Regions from separate parts of the Rattus norvegicus genome. Here region 2 is linked to region 1. The links are chromatin contacts, called in public Hi-C maps. All regions are on one chromosome and are shown on one strand. Each heading gives the region's core, a stretch centred on a gene start, on an enhancer-like site or on the middle of the called end of the contact. The rest is flanking DNA. Distances are from core to core; before and after follow the strand shown.

The links. A called contact is a pair of places that touch in the nucleus more often than the background predicts.
Region 2: a Hi-C map of liver shows a contact between it and region 1, with 2.8 times the contacts expected there. The contact joins the promoter of Taf8 here to the promoter of Tomm6 in region 1. A contact is called at or near these places in 11 of 12 Hi-C or Micro-C datasets (the A7r5 cell line, the Rat2 cell line, Schwann cells and 6 more) and 1 of 1 datasets of contacts at active chromatin or transcription factors (oligodendrocytes).

The regions. Positions count from the first base shown.
Region 1 is chr9:20,799,409-20,805,600 of GRCr8, reverse strand. It overlaps Tomm6 (translocase of outer mitochondrial membrane 6), which reads right to left and starts at 3,795. Exons shown (of 3, transcript NM_001399365.1): 1 at 3,649-3,795; 2 at 2,860-2,960; 3 at 2,427-2,690. The coding sequence starts at 3,776. The coding sequence ends at 2,864. It overlaps Prickle4 (prickle planar cell polarity protein 4), which reads right to left. Exons shown (of 7, transcript NM_001427023.1): 5 at 5,814-6,017; 6 at 5,018-5,222; 7 at 4,104-4,569. The coding sequence ends at 4,274. It also overlaps a transcript of Frs3 not described here and a transcript of Usp49 not described here.
Region 2 is chr9:20,987,579-20,993,405 of GRCr8, reverse strand. It overlaps Taf8 (TATA-box binding protein associated factor 8), which reads right to left and starts at 3,807. Exons shown (of 9, transcript NM_001108197.1): 1 at 3,748-3,807; 2 at 2,239-2,395; 3 at 168-266. The coding sequence starts at 3,786.

The sequences.
Region 1 (6,192 bases), core at 2,546-5,045:
TTTCTTAGGTACGAATGTAAATTGTTCTTACCAGCAAGTTCTAGAGTTTTAATGTCCAAATTGTATTTGTAATCAATCATTCCTCAAATGTCTGAATACCACTATTCGTTGCCCCTTGTACATGCCAAACGTTAATGTTGGACTTTTCTGGAGGTGACCCTTTCCTGAATGTGTATCACATCCCTGTGCGGGATTGCAGCTTATGTGTGCAAGGGTTTCCAGTTAGTTGGGAGAGCACAAATGATCAGAAAGCCTTTCTCTCGATCATGATGAAGCCGAGGGACCAATGGCGGTAGTCTGCATTTACTCTGGAGTCCTGCGTGAACCATCAGGAAGCAGTGTTACAGTGATGCCCACGTGTGAGCCTTCAGACTGTAAGACAAGCCACCACCGTGTAGTAAGCAGTGAATCATCTAAATGACCCGTCTCCGCCACCTCGACACTTCCTGGGCAGATGACAAATGGGACAGTGCTCCGTGGCTGAGGAAGGTATTGAGACTCCATTCAGTCAGGGCCAGTCTCAGCCAGTTCTTTCATTCCAACCTTGAAGTTTCTACTGAACTAGTGCAGCTTCACCCAAGTGCTCATGAACTTACCGTTGGTTCGAGCATACTTGGTAACTGGGTCACTTGACTTCTTTATTAGCTAAGTGTGGGTCTGTCAGTACTGAAGCTGGAAAGGCCTTAGGACGGTGAGCTTCCTCCCGTTCACATTCCGCTCTGCTCTCGGTTCAGTCTGTCACTGACTACGCTATCCCCGTCAGCCCATGCACTCTGCGCCATGGCCCAGCAGCTATGAAGCAAGCGGTCAGTTTGTGAGATCTGCCCGTGCTTGAACTGGCATCTTTCACTTACAAAGAATTAGCCCTGGGAAAGGGCTCATGGCTAGAGCACTTGGCTCTCGCGGGCCGGGTCTCACCCAGCTGCACTAAACCAGCTTAAATGAAAGAATGCCCTGGGTTCGGTCCCCAGCTCCGAAAAAAAAGGAAAAAAGAAGAAAAGAAAAGGTCATCTGGGGTTCTAAGTCTAACATACAGCTTACAAGCTTCTTGGGCTCTGCAAGCAATGGCCTCAAGCCCAAGCCTCATCCTAGTATTCATACTCATGACCCTGTCCACCCTGGGCCCATTTTTTTTTTTTAAAGCAGTCTCACTGTGTAGCCCTGGCTAACTTGGAACTTACTATGTAGAACAGGCTGGCAGTACAGAGCCATATGCATCCAGGATTAAGTGTGCGCCACCAGGGCCTCAGCCTGTCTTCCTCCCAATGATCTCTAAAATAAACGTTTCAGAGCATCTGTAACCCTAGGTAAATGCTAGGCCTGAGTTCATTCAGGGTGTTCCTCCTAGCTGTCCACCACATGGGCTCTATCTGATAAACATTCACGAGAACACGGTAATGCCCATCGAACACATGGCTAGGCATGTAGCTCAGCAGAGCCCAGAGTTGGAGACCATCACCACATAAAGCCAGGCATAGTGCAGCCTTTAATCCTAACCTGTACCTGTCGTTCTAAGTGTTGGTCCATGCAAGCGGCAGGATAAGCAGTTCACAGCCACCCTCAACCATGTAGTTATGTTTGAGGCCAGCCTGGGCTACAGACCCTGTCTCAAAAAGACAAAAACACAAAAAAACTCTTTAATTGCCCCCACCCCCACCCCAATTATTTTGTGGCTCTGTGGAGGTCAAATTCAGAATTGAAGCCTTTTCTGCAATGAGCTAGGCCCCAGAGGACGACAGAATGAGACACAAGCCAGCAGATCCAAGAAAGCTGCTTTGCCGTTTCCCTTAGTGAGCCGCCATAGGTAACATCTGTAATAGTCATGTAGCTGTGGCCCAGATCCACCAGCCCCTCCTCACTCACGCTCTGTAACCCACAACCAATTCAAACGGGCTGGAGCAGAAGAAGAAATTTTAAAACACCCAGTAAATTGACTAAGTGAAGCTGTGGAGAGCCTGTCTCTCCCCGCCTGGTTTCCCACACAGGATGTCCGTGCTGCTTCTTACACGCTTGGAAGGACACCAGACGGCAGCACCAGCATGAGTCTCGGGGTAGGAAGCACCTTTCTTTGTGACACATTTGCCTCCACCCACACATCACTGTCCTCTTCTGCCACCAAATCTCACTCTTCCAACAATGTCTCCCCGGTACCTGGAAAACCCACTGGCAAATTAAAACGCCAACCACCACCAACTTCGTCCTCCAGGACTCAACAATAGGAACTGTCAAGCATCAGCTTTGTGGTGTGTCTGCATCCCTGAGGAGTGGGGGTTCCAGTCCCATCTCATCTCCACTGCAGCTCCTGTTTGGGGCTCACTCCTGCCTCTTGAGTGTGAAATACAAGTCATGTTTATTTGATTTTTGTAAACTGACTTTTTACACCTTGTTTTTGTAAGAAATTTCTTATTAAAAGAATAAAACACCTGTCTTGATGTGCAGACTTTATTTGAAATCTTTTCTAAGAACCATTTCTACTCTTCAGGACAGGGACAAAGATCGCCCTGTGCAGAAAGTTGGGAACTGCACACAAAACTGCAGAAGCAACATTTCAGCTGAAGCTGGGGCCTGGTGGGAGGGAGGGTCAGGCAAGGAGAGGGAGTCAACTTTAGCTGCCACTCGGGTAGTGTCTTGTGGTGGTCACAGACAGTAGGCTGTCTTTGGGAAGTGTGAATACACAGGAGGTCCATTCTCTGCAAGCAGATAACAGCGTTAGGAACAGAACTGCTTTCACCTAGAAACCCTTGGGCAAAGTTTTACCCCGAGAATCTCCCCTCCTTCCTGTGAATAGCTGACAGAGCATACTGCTGTCTCCATCTTTTAGAACTCCTGAAATAGGCAGAGGAAAAGTTTCGTGCTTACCTGCCTACACCCCTGGCTGAGGTGCCATCAAATCAATGTCACTCAAGTTCCTGGCCAGCCAAACTCCAGCAGCAAAGAGTCCCAAATTGAGGATCAAGTTCCTGAGTAAAGAATACATTTCATTAACCCTACATATTGTCCTCGAGTCTAACGCAGCTAATGACATACCACGGGAAGTTTTCTCTCAGCACCACGTGAGAGTGAGGTTCAGACACTCGATACAGTGGCTTGTTCCCCTAATATGCACATGAGAATTTTAAGTTCACATCTACTTCTAACACAAGCAAAGGCCAACTTAGCACTCTGCTGGGGCTAAAATCTGTTTATGCGCCGAAACCCCTTCCCTGCTTTTTAGGTCAGAGTGACTTCTTAAAAATATTACTTTAGGGGCTGGGGATTTAGCTCAGTGGTAGAGCGCTTACCTAGGAAGCGCAAGGCCCTGGGTTCGGTCCCCAGCTCCAAAAAAAAAAAAAAAAAAATTTGTGTATGTGCGCGCGCGTGCACGTGACACAATGCATATGTGCAGGTCAGTACAAACCCGGAGGAGTTAGTTGGTCTTTTCCAACCTACCAGCCCCATGGATTGAACTCATGTCCTCAGGCCTGGCAGCTGAACTATTGTTGCAACCCAGGGCGACATACCTTGAAAGCCACGTGATAGATGGCTTTTGCCACCACGAAACCACTCTTCTCAATGAGATAAAACCCCTGGGGATGCATGCCAGACTCACTAAGTAGGGAAATACAAGTTTAAGTTTATGAGGACCAGAGAGGGGTCAGGTTCGATTACCTCCGGAAGTCGTTCCGATCGGTGGCGAAGCGGTAGACGCCGCGAAGCCAGTCTCCCACGTTGTCTGGAACCTCGGAGTTCTCACCGGCCGAGCCGGCGGCGCTCACCGTCACACCGCTGGAAGCCATAACAGCACCGAGCACGTCCGTACCGGCAGCGCGTCGCACCGAGTCGGCGCAGGCCGATCGCGCAACTTCCGACCCCGCACTTCCGCCGATCAGAGTAATAAGTGAGCGAGAAGGCCCGCCCGGACCGCCTCCAGGAGTCCATCGAGCTGGAAAGCTTGGTCGGAGGTGGAGCCCCAGCTCGCGGCCCCACCTCCCAGTGCCTGGGGTCTGTTTTCCGTGCTGCGCTACAACTCCATTAGTTTAAGCAAGGTGCTGACAGTGTGGCTAGCCCAGTCTTTGGGGATAGGGGATAGCTCACCCTGGAGGCTCATGGCAGTGATGTGCTCCCAAGAAAGTGTCCTTCAGGTCAGAAGAGCGTGCAGTACCAATGGGATTGTCCCGCGTGCCTGACTGCCTTCAGTCTCAGGTTTTTACACAGCACAGCCTTGTTATCTCGCTTCACAGATCCCCCACTCCCCATCCCACAATCTCACTACCCCGATTTCCAGACCGCGCCACTAACAAATAGCGCAATGCTTCCTGGAGATGCCTCTGTCATCTGCTTGGAGGTTTTCAGGGGTCTTCCAGAGATCTGGAAGGCGCTGGCCGAAGAAATAGCCTTCGGGTTCCGACTCAGAGGAAGAGGAGCAGGTGGGGCAGGGGCTGCCCTCTTTGGGTGTCTGTGGGCTGTTTCTATCCCGCTGTTTGGACGCCTCACTCGGGATTGCCACTGCAGAGGGAAGCGCAGCTCGGGAGGTGATCTTGTCATCCGAGGAGGCACGGTTCCAGCCGACACTTGGATCAGGTCCTTCTCCTGTTCCAAACCCATCAGAAATGCCCATCTCAGAGCCCCCAAATCTCTGTGCAAGAGGCGGGCCAGGGTTGCGTGCGGCCTCCCGCCCCGCCCCAGGCTGTGCCGTGCGCGCCACCGCTGCCGCCAGTCTACCCCAGGGGCCCCCGCCTCCGTCCACCAGTGGGCGACCGCCTCCCCCGCTTGGGAGCGAGTCCGGCGCCGCAGCCCCGCCGGGTGGGTTCAAGAGGCCCTTGGAGCTCGCAGGCCAGGGACGCGCGGTGAGAACTGCGGGCCCCAATGCTCGCGTCTGGGGGTTGCGGTGGGTGGACGAGGTGTTGCTGGAGCAGTGGTTGTTGTAGGACAGCGTGGGTATGGGGCGAGGGGTTCTGGCCTGGGAGATTACCCCCTTCCATGCTCAGCCCAAGCCGCTGCTCCCTCCCATTAAGATCTGCACCATCCCCTCCATTACCAAGGGACGCCTGTCCTTCCGCTGCCCCTATTGAGCTAGAGCCCCCACTTCTGTAGCGTCTCGCAAAGCAGCTGGGGCAGCACGGGCTACCCCCCGGCAGGGCATAACGTCCCCCATCCAGGGGCTCTGCGCAGTCTTGGCAGCAGAAGTGGTTCTCGTGCCAGTGTCGTCCCTCGGCCTCGGTGCAGCGCTGGGAGAAGATCAGCTGGGTGAGGAAGAGGAAACCGGTTCGTTCATTCATTCATTCATTCATTCATTCATTCACTCACTCACTCACCCATTCTCTCATCCTTGCAATAACCACGCCTTATACCCATAAACGCCATGCCCACAGGCATTCTGATTTGAAGTACTTTGTGACTTTTGGATTCAGGGAGGGTGATTCACTTTAGGCCGGATCTTCCACGTAGCAGGTGGCACAGCCAGAAGTTGGACCCCAGAGCTTCCCTGACTCCTATCCCATGGTTCAATACGGCCTTTCATGTTGATGTTAAGATCCTGCTAGCATTGGGCAAGTACAGCACTGATCATCTGGCATAGTGACGAGATAAACATCTGTTCAAGACTCCAGAAACGTTCTGAGTCCAAACTAATTTAAGGACCTCTGCTCACAATGGGGGAGGGCAGACATAAATAAAGGCAACAGGTCCCACATAGCTCAAGAGAACAGAGAGGAATGGTGTGGCCCTGGCTGGTTCCTAGTTCTGGTGAGCCTGCAGCCTAGGAAGCTGCTCTGTGTCCCTTTGTTCCTGGCCCCAAGGAAGAACTCCCCTAGTGCCCCCTCTCAGTGCTCTACCTGGTCACAAGCCGGACATCGAGGTCGCAGCAGCTCTGCGTGATGACGGCCACAGTACAGGTGCCCATCGTGGTAGAAGTAGATGAGGTTTGTCAGGGCCTGGCCACAGGCCTGGCAGGCAAAACAAGGTCTGTGCCAGCAGCACCGCTCTCCGGCCCTGGCGGCGAACACTCCATACTCCCCTGGGTTCAGCAGCTTCTTGCACTGCCAGGCGAGGGGTGGGGCGGCACCGAGATGGTCAGAATCTGAAGCTTCTTAGCTCCTCTCACGGCCTTTCCATTCAGCCTGACCTCCCAGTCTGACCTCCCAGTCTGACCTCATATTGTATCCCAGGCCCCTATCCACCAGAAAGGCCACCGATCCCCCCCAAAACCTGGCT
Region 2 (5,827 bases), core at 2,558-5,057, 190 kb before region 1:
ATAGGACTCAGGAGCTCTCTAAGACGGGGCCAAAGGACTCCTTCCTCGTAACTTTCCAACTAAAAGCAGGTCAGGGGAAACAGGATGGAATCCAAGAACACTCAGCAGACATGGAACCACCAGGCTTTCCTCCCTCCCTGGTGATCCTACGCAGGACACGTACTTACCCATTTCAACCAGTGTGACCACGATGTCCGACAGCGTGGGCTGGGTCCTGGCTGTGTGCTCGCAGTATGACTTGGCGCTTCTCCCAATTTCTGAGATGTCTATAAGAGTCAAAGGCCAGAGTTTCTCCAAAGTTCAAAATAAGATTACCGGGTGGGCCGCCAGTGATACTTTATATATATGCCCAAACGACCAAAAGCAGGGCAAAACAGGCCCTGGTGTGCATTCACACACAGCAGCACACATTCTGCTGCAGGATATCTGATCACACTGTGAAGCCTAACATTGTGGTGTTTACTAGAAAAACCTGTTTCTAGTTGTGGTGTGGTTCAGCCTTAATCCCAAACAATGGAGGTCAAGTTAATTTGTAGAAGGAAGTGATGTCTAGTTGAGTGGCAGACAAAGTGAGGAATCAGAGAAAGGTCTGACAAAATAGGGTACGCCCAACTCTCGAGAGGAAAGGGAAGCTAAGTCAGGGGCAGTGCAGAGAGAGAGAGAGGAAGGCAGGTAGTTTTACAGGACAGTTAGAAGAGAACAAATAGAATTAGCCAGAGAAAAAGAAGGAGCCAGAGATTAGAACAGATTGCCCAAGTATGAGGCCAAGCCGAGCATTTCAGTAAGAAACTGAGAGAAGCCAGATTCAGTCAACTTAGAAAGGAGTTTGAGTCAGAACAGCTGAGCTGACCAGCCAGTCAGACCTCAGAAAGAACTAGAAAGGGTGAGCTTATTCAGCAGCAAGTCTCAGAGGCTGAAAACATTCTAGACCCAGATAAGATTGTATGCAGGCTAGAAGCTCCCAGGACTAGGCCTGGGTTAGCAGACTTGAGGGGGTAAGCCCCAAAGGTAACAATTACATCAGACAAATAAAAGATACATTTACAAAATCCACAACAATCAAAAGGTGGGAAAGAATCTATCCTCTGACACATGGATAAACCAACTGGGATATACACACACAATGGGGTGGTTTTGTTTGTTAGTTTTGAGAAAAGTTCTCATATAGCCTCAAACTCTACATGCAGCAGACACTGGACTTGAACTCCTGATATTCCTGCCTCCACCTACCTCCCAACGGCTAGGATTTCAGTGTGCCCACCATACCCAGCTACACAGTGGAGTATGTGCCCAGCCTTCAAAAGGAATGAAATTCTTCAAATGGAATGAAATCTATAACATGGATAAGCTTTGAAACACTATGTAAATGAAAAAAGCCAGTCACAGAAGGACAAGTATCTTCCGATTCCATTCATCTGAAGAACAGAGGGAAAAATAGACACAAATCAAAAGCAGAGCCTGTGAAACGGCTCATGGTAAAGGTGTTTGCTGTCACTGACCCACCTGAGTTTCGTCTCTGGGGCTCATGTGGTGGAAGGAGTAAACTGATTCCCACATGTTATCCTTTGACCTCCATATTTGTGCTATCACGTACATGCAGTCCCTACCACACACACAAACAAGGAAATAAAGAGTGATATTTAAAGAGATATGTTGGGCTGGAGAGATGGCTCAGCTGGGAGAGCACTGACTGCTCTTCCAGAGGTCCTGAGTTCAATTCCCAGCAACCACATGGTGGCTCAGACCATCTGTAATGAGATCTGAAACCTTCTTCTGGTGAGTCTGAAGAGAGCTCAGGCTGAGTGGTGGTGGCACACGCCTTTGATCCCAGCACTCGGGAGGCAGAGGCAGGTGGATCTATGAGTTCAAAGCCAGCCTGGTCTACAGAGTGAGTTCCAGGACAGCCAGGGGTGTACAGAGAACCCTGTCTTGAAAAACCAAAAAAAAAAAAAAAAGTTGGGGGTATAAAAAAATAACAAAACAAAATCAGAATCAGAGAGTAGATGGAAGTTCTTGGGGCTGTGGAGAAGACAGAACCCACTTCTGTGCAGGGGTACAGGGCTCTGGGCATGGACAAACATCAAAACAGTTTAATCCTATAATGGACATTTTCCTTTCTTCTGCCTGAAGCTGGTCTCTAACAGTTTTCCTAAAGAAGGTGGGACAGTATGTGCGATGGAGTTTATGGAGCTGGGGTCTGTAAAGGAGACAGCAGGCCTAGTGGTTCTCGGTACTCACAGCTCTGCAGCATCTCTGTCAACGTCTCCACAGATGCTTTCTCCGCGCTCTCAAATCCCGCCTCTGTCAGCAAAGAGCTCACAACCACTTGCAGGGTCCTCCTCCGGGCCAGATGGTAGTTATCAGCCGGGTTAGTGGACTGTTTATTTCCTGGTCTCTGGAAATCAGAAGCCCAGAGAGAGGAGACTTTGAACTAGTAGACAAGAATGAAACCACAGGGGCTGGAGAGATGGCTCAGTGGTTAAGAACACTGACTGCTCTTCCAGAGGTCCTGAGTTCAGATCCCAGCAACCACATGGTGGTTCACAACCATCTGTAATGGGATCCAATTCCCTCTTCTGGTGTGTCTGAAGACAGCTACAGTGTACTTATATGTAATAAGTAAATAAATCTTTAAAAAGAAAAAGAGAATGAAACCACAGAATTCACATCAGTAAGAACAACAACAAACAAAATGTCCAGTGTTTTTCTCCCCTCCCCCAAGGGTTACTCTGCAGTTCACTCAGTGTGGCCTAACACTAGATACATAGCCTAGACTGAAACTACAATCCTCTTATTTCTTCCTGCCAAGCCCACAAATTACAAGTGTGTACTAACTTTTGCCTGGACAGTAAAAGTTCTCTTTTGGTAAACATCGATCAGCGTTTAATACTTAAGACTTAGAAATCTTACCAAATGAGTAATAACTGAGTACCCAAATCCAGAGACTTCCAATAGGATAAACGTTACTTGCTCAAAAAATTTTTTTTACTTGTAATAGATATGTGTGGGGTGTGGGTGTGTGTGTGTTCCTGTGAGTGCAGGTACCGCATCCCGGAGGCCCGGATCACGTGAAGGAATTACAGGTGGTTGTGAGCCACTCCACCAAACTCAGGTCCTTTGAAAGAGCAAGTCTGACTTAACCACTAAGCCATCTCTCCAGTCCCATTCACTTCTTTCTGGAGCAAATTATCAGAATATTCATACACTAGCTGGTTGGTGGTGGGCACGCCTTTATTCCCAGCACGTGGGAGGCAGAGGCAGACACGAGAGGAGGTAGAGAGGGAGGAAGGGAGGGAAAAAGAGAAAGAATATATACATGAATGATGGTATTGGACGAATGAATTTACTGTCTTCTTGTCCCATCATACCATTTCAATAACAAAGAAAATGAAAATAGTAACACCACCAGATGCGGAGGAGGGCTAGGAATAACCGCAAAGAAAGGCAAAGCAAATAAATATTTTGCGAAGGGACATCCAACTTTGGCTGCCCAGTGAGCGCCTCTTCCGACCAATCAGAAGGTGTTCCGGGTTCCCCTCAACAAGGAACGAGCCAATCAAGTCTCAGGTGCAGCAATCTAGGAGGCCGCTGCCAAGTGCCAAGCAGCGGGGAACGCCTACGGCCAGAGATATTCTCCAGCCCTGGATCTCAGAGCGGGCCTGGGTTTCTCCATAAGAGACTGTGGCCAAAACCGTGGGAAAAGTCTAGAAGCTCTTTTGGCTTCATGCCGCGCCTCTCCAACCTTACCGTTCCGGAGCCACCAGGCCCGGTGGCCGTGTCAGCCATCTTGCTCTCGCGTAATGTGCGTGAGCGCAGGGCACGACGGGACTTGTAGTTGTGGGGTGGGGAGGTAGCGAAGGGCGGGGCCTGAGGCCCCGCCTTGTAGAAAAGCTCTGTGAACATGTGTGAGTCTTGCACTATGGAGTGAGGTCGGGGTATCCCAAGCTCATGTGACTCTGTGTGAACCAAGCTTTCGTCGGCACTCCAGCGGCTGTAGCAGTTGATCTGGAAGACGCTTTGTGGGTTGCACTGAGTTAAAAGAAACGTATTTTGGCCAGAGTCGGCTAGCTATAATCCTCGCACTTTGAGGCTGAGGCCAAAGGATCTGGAGTTCCAGGCTAGTTTAGGACTACATAAAGAGACCTTTCCTAAAAGAATAGAATAAAAACAAAACCAAAGCCATTGATATTAAGTAAGTTCTCAGAGAATAACTTTGGGGCAGAGAGGTGGCCCAGTGGTTAGGAAAACATCAGCACTCTTGTTGACTCACAACATGCCTGTGACATCAAATCCCACTTCTGGGCTTTGGGGACACTCACATGTATACACACACACACACACACACACACACACACACACACGAATAAATTCATTTATTAGTATGACCATTTTGCATGCTTGTATGTCTGTGAACTACTTGTGTGTCTGGTGCCAGAGAAGGCCAGAAGGGGGCTTAGCATGCCCTAAAATTAGAGTTACAGTCTGTCGTGAGCTACCAGGTAGATGATGGGAATTGGATCTCAGGAAAAGAACAAGTGCTCTTAACTGCAGCACATCTCTCCAGCCCTTAAAGGTGCTTTTGAAAAGACTCAAGAGGTCGTCTACATAAGCCGGGATTTCCTAACTTACCGGTTTTTAGTTTTGCCGAACTGGGCCAGCCCAGTTCCAATGATCTCACTCGCTCAAGAGAGGGCCTCTGTATGGTTGTTTTATTTAGTGTGAGCCTGGGTTTCACCTTACTCTGGTCTCAACCTTACTCTGTACCTGAGGATGACCTTGAACATCGAGATGGTTTGAATATGAATCCCACCTCCTAGGCTCAAATATTTGAATACTTAGTCACCAGTCACCAAGGTACTTGGGCACCTTGTTGGAGGAGAGGTGTCACTGGAGGTGGGCTTAGAGGTTTCAAAAACCTGTACCTGGCCCAGGCACACACACTCACTCTCTCTCTCTCTCTCTCTCTCTCTCTCTCTCTCTCTCTTTCTCTCTCCACTCTCTCTCTGTGTCTCTTTGTCTGTCTGTCTGTCTCTCTGCCTCTTTCTTTGTCTGTCTCTCTGCCTCTTTCTCTCTCTCTGTCTCTCTGTCTCTGTCTCTCTCTTTGTCTCTCTGTCTCTGTCTCTCTCTGTGTGTGTCTCTCTGTCTGTCTGTCTCTCTGCCTCTTTCTCTCTCTGTCTCTGTCTGTCTCTCTGCCCCTCTCTCTCTCTCTCTGTGTCTGTGTGTGTGTCTCTCTCTCTCTGTCTGTCTCCCCCCTCCCCCCATCCCCCGTGCCTCTCTCAACCTGCACATCAGGATATAGCATAGGGTTCTCAGCTACGGCTCCAGTGCCATTTACGCTGCCACGCTCCCCACCACGATGGCAGTGGAGTAAACCTGAAACTGTGAGTGAGACCCCAATTAAATGCTTCCTTTTATAAGAGTCGCCTTAGTCGTGGTGTCTTTAGGGAAGAGAACAATGACCGAGACAGACATTCTACCCTGATTATCCTACCCATTCCTTCTCCAGAGAGCCGGGGCTACAATAATTCACCATCATATTCAACGTAAGTAGTGCTGGGGGAACCCAGGGGTGTTTTGCGTCCTAGCCAAGTACTCTTGAAAACAGCCTATACCTGCGCACAGGTTTTTGTCTCCCTACCAGGCTCCTTGGGTGATTCCCCTGCACTGTTGCCTCTAGCCCTCAGCCGACTGTGTGTTTGCTAAGTGAGCATGAAAACTTGTCCCTTGTCCCTCTCACTCCCAGAACTTTGTGTCCATGTTACCCATCAGTCTCTCTGGTCTGGGAATTCTTGGACAGAGATTACTTCTCCTTATCTGGGGGACAAGG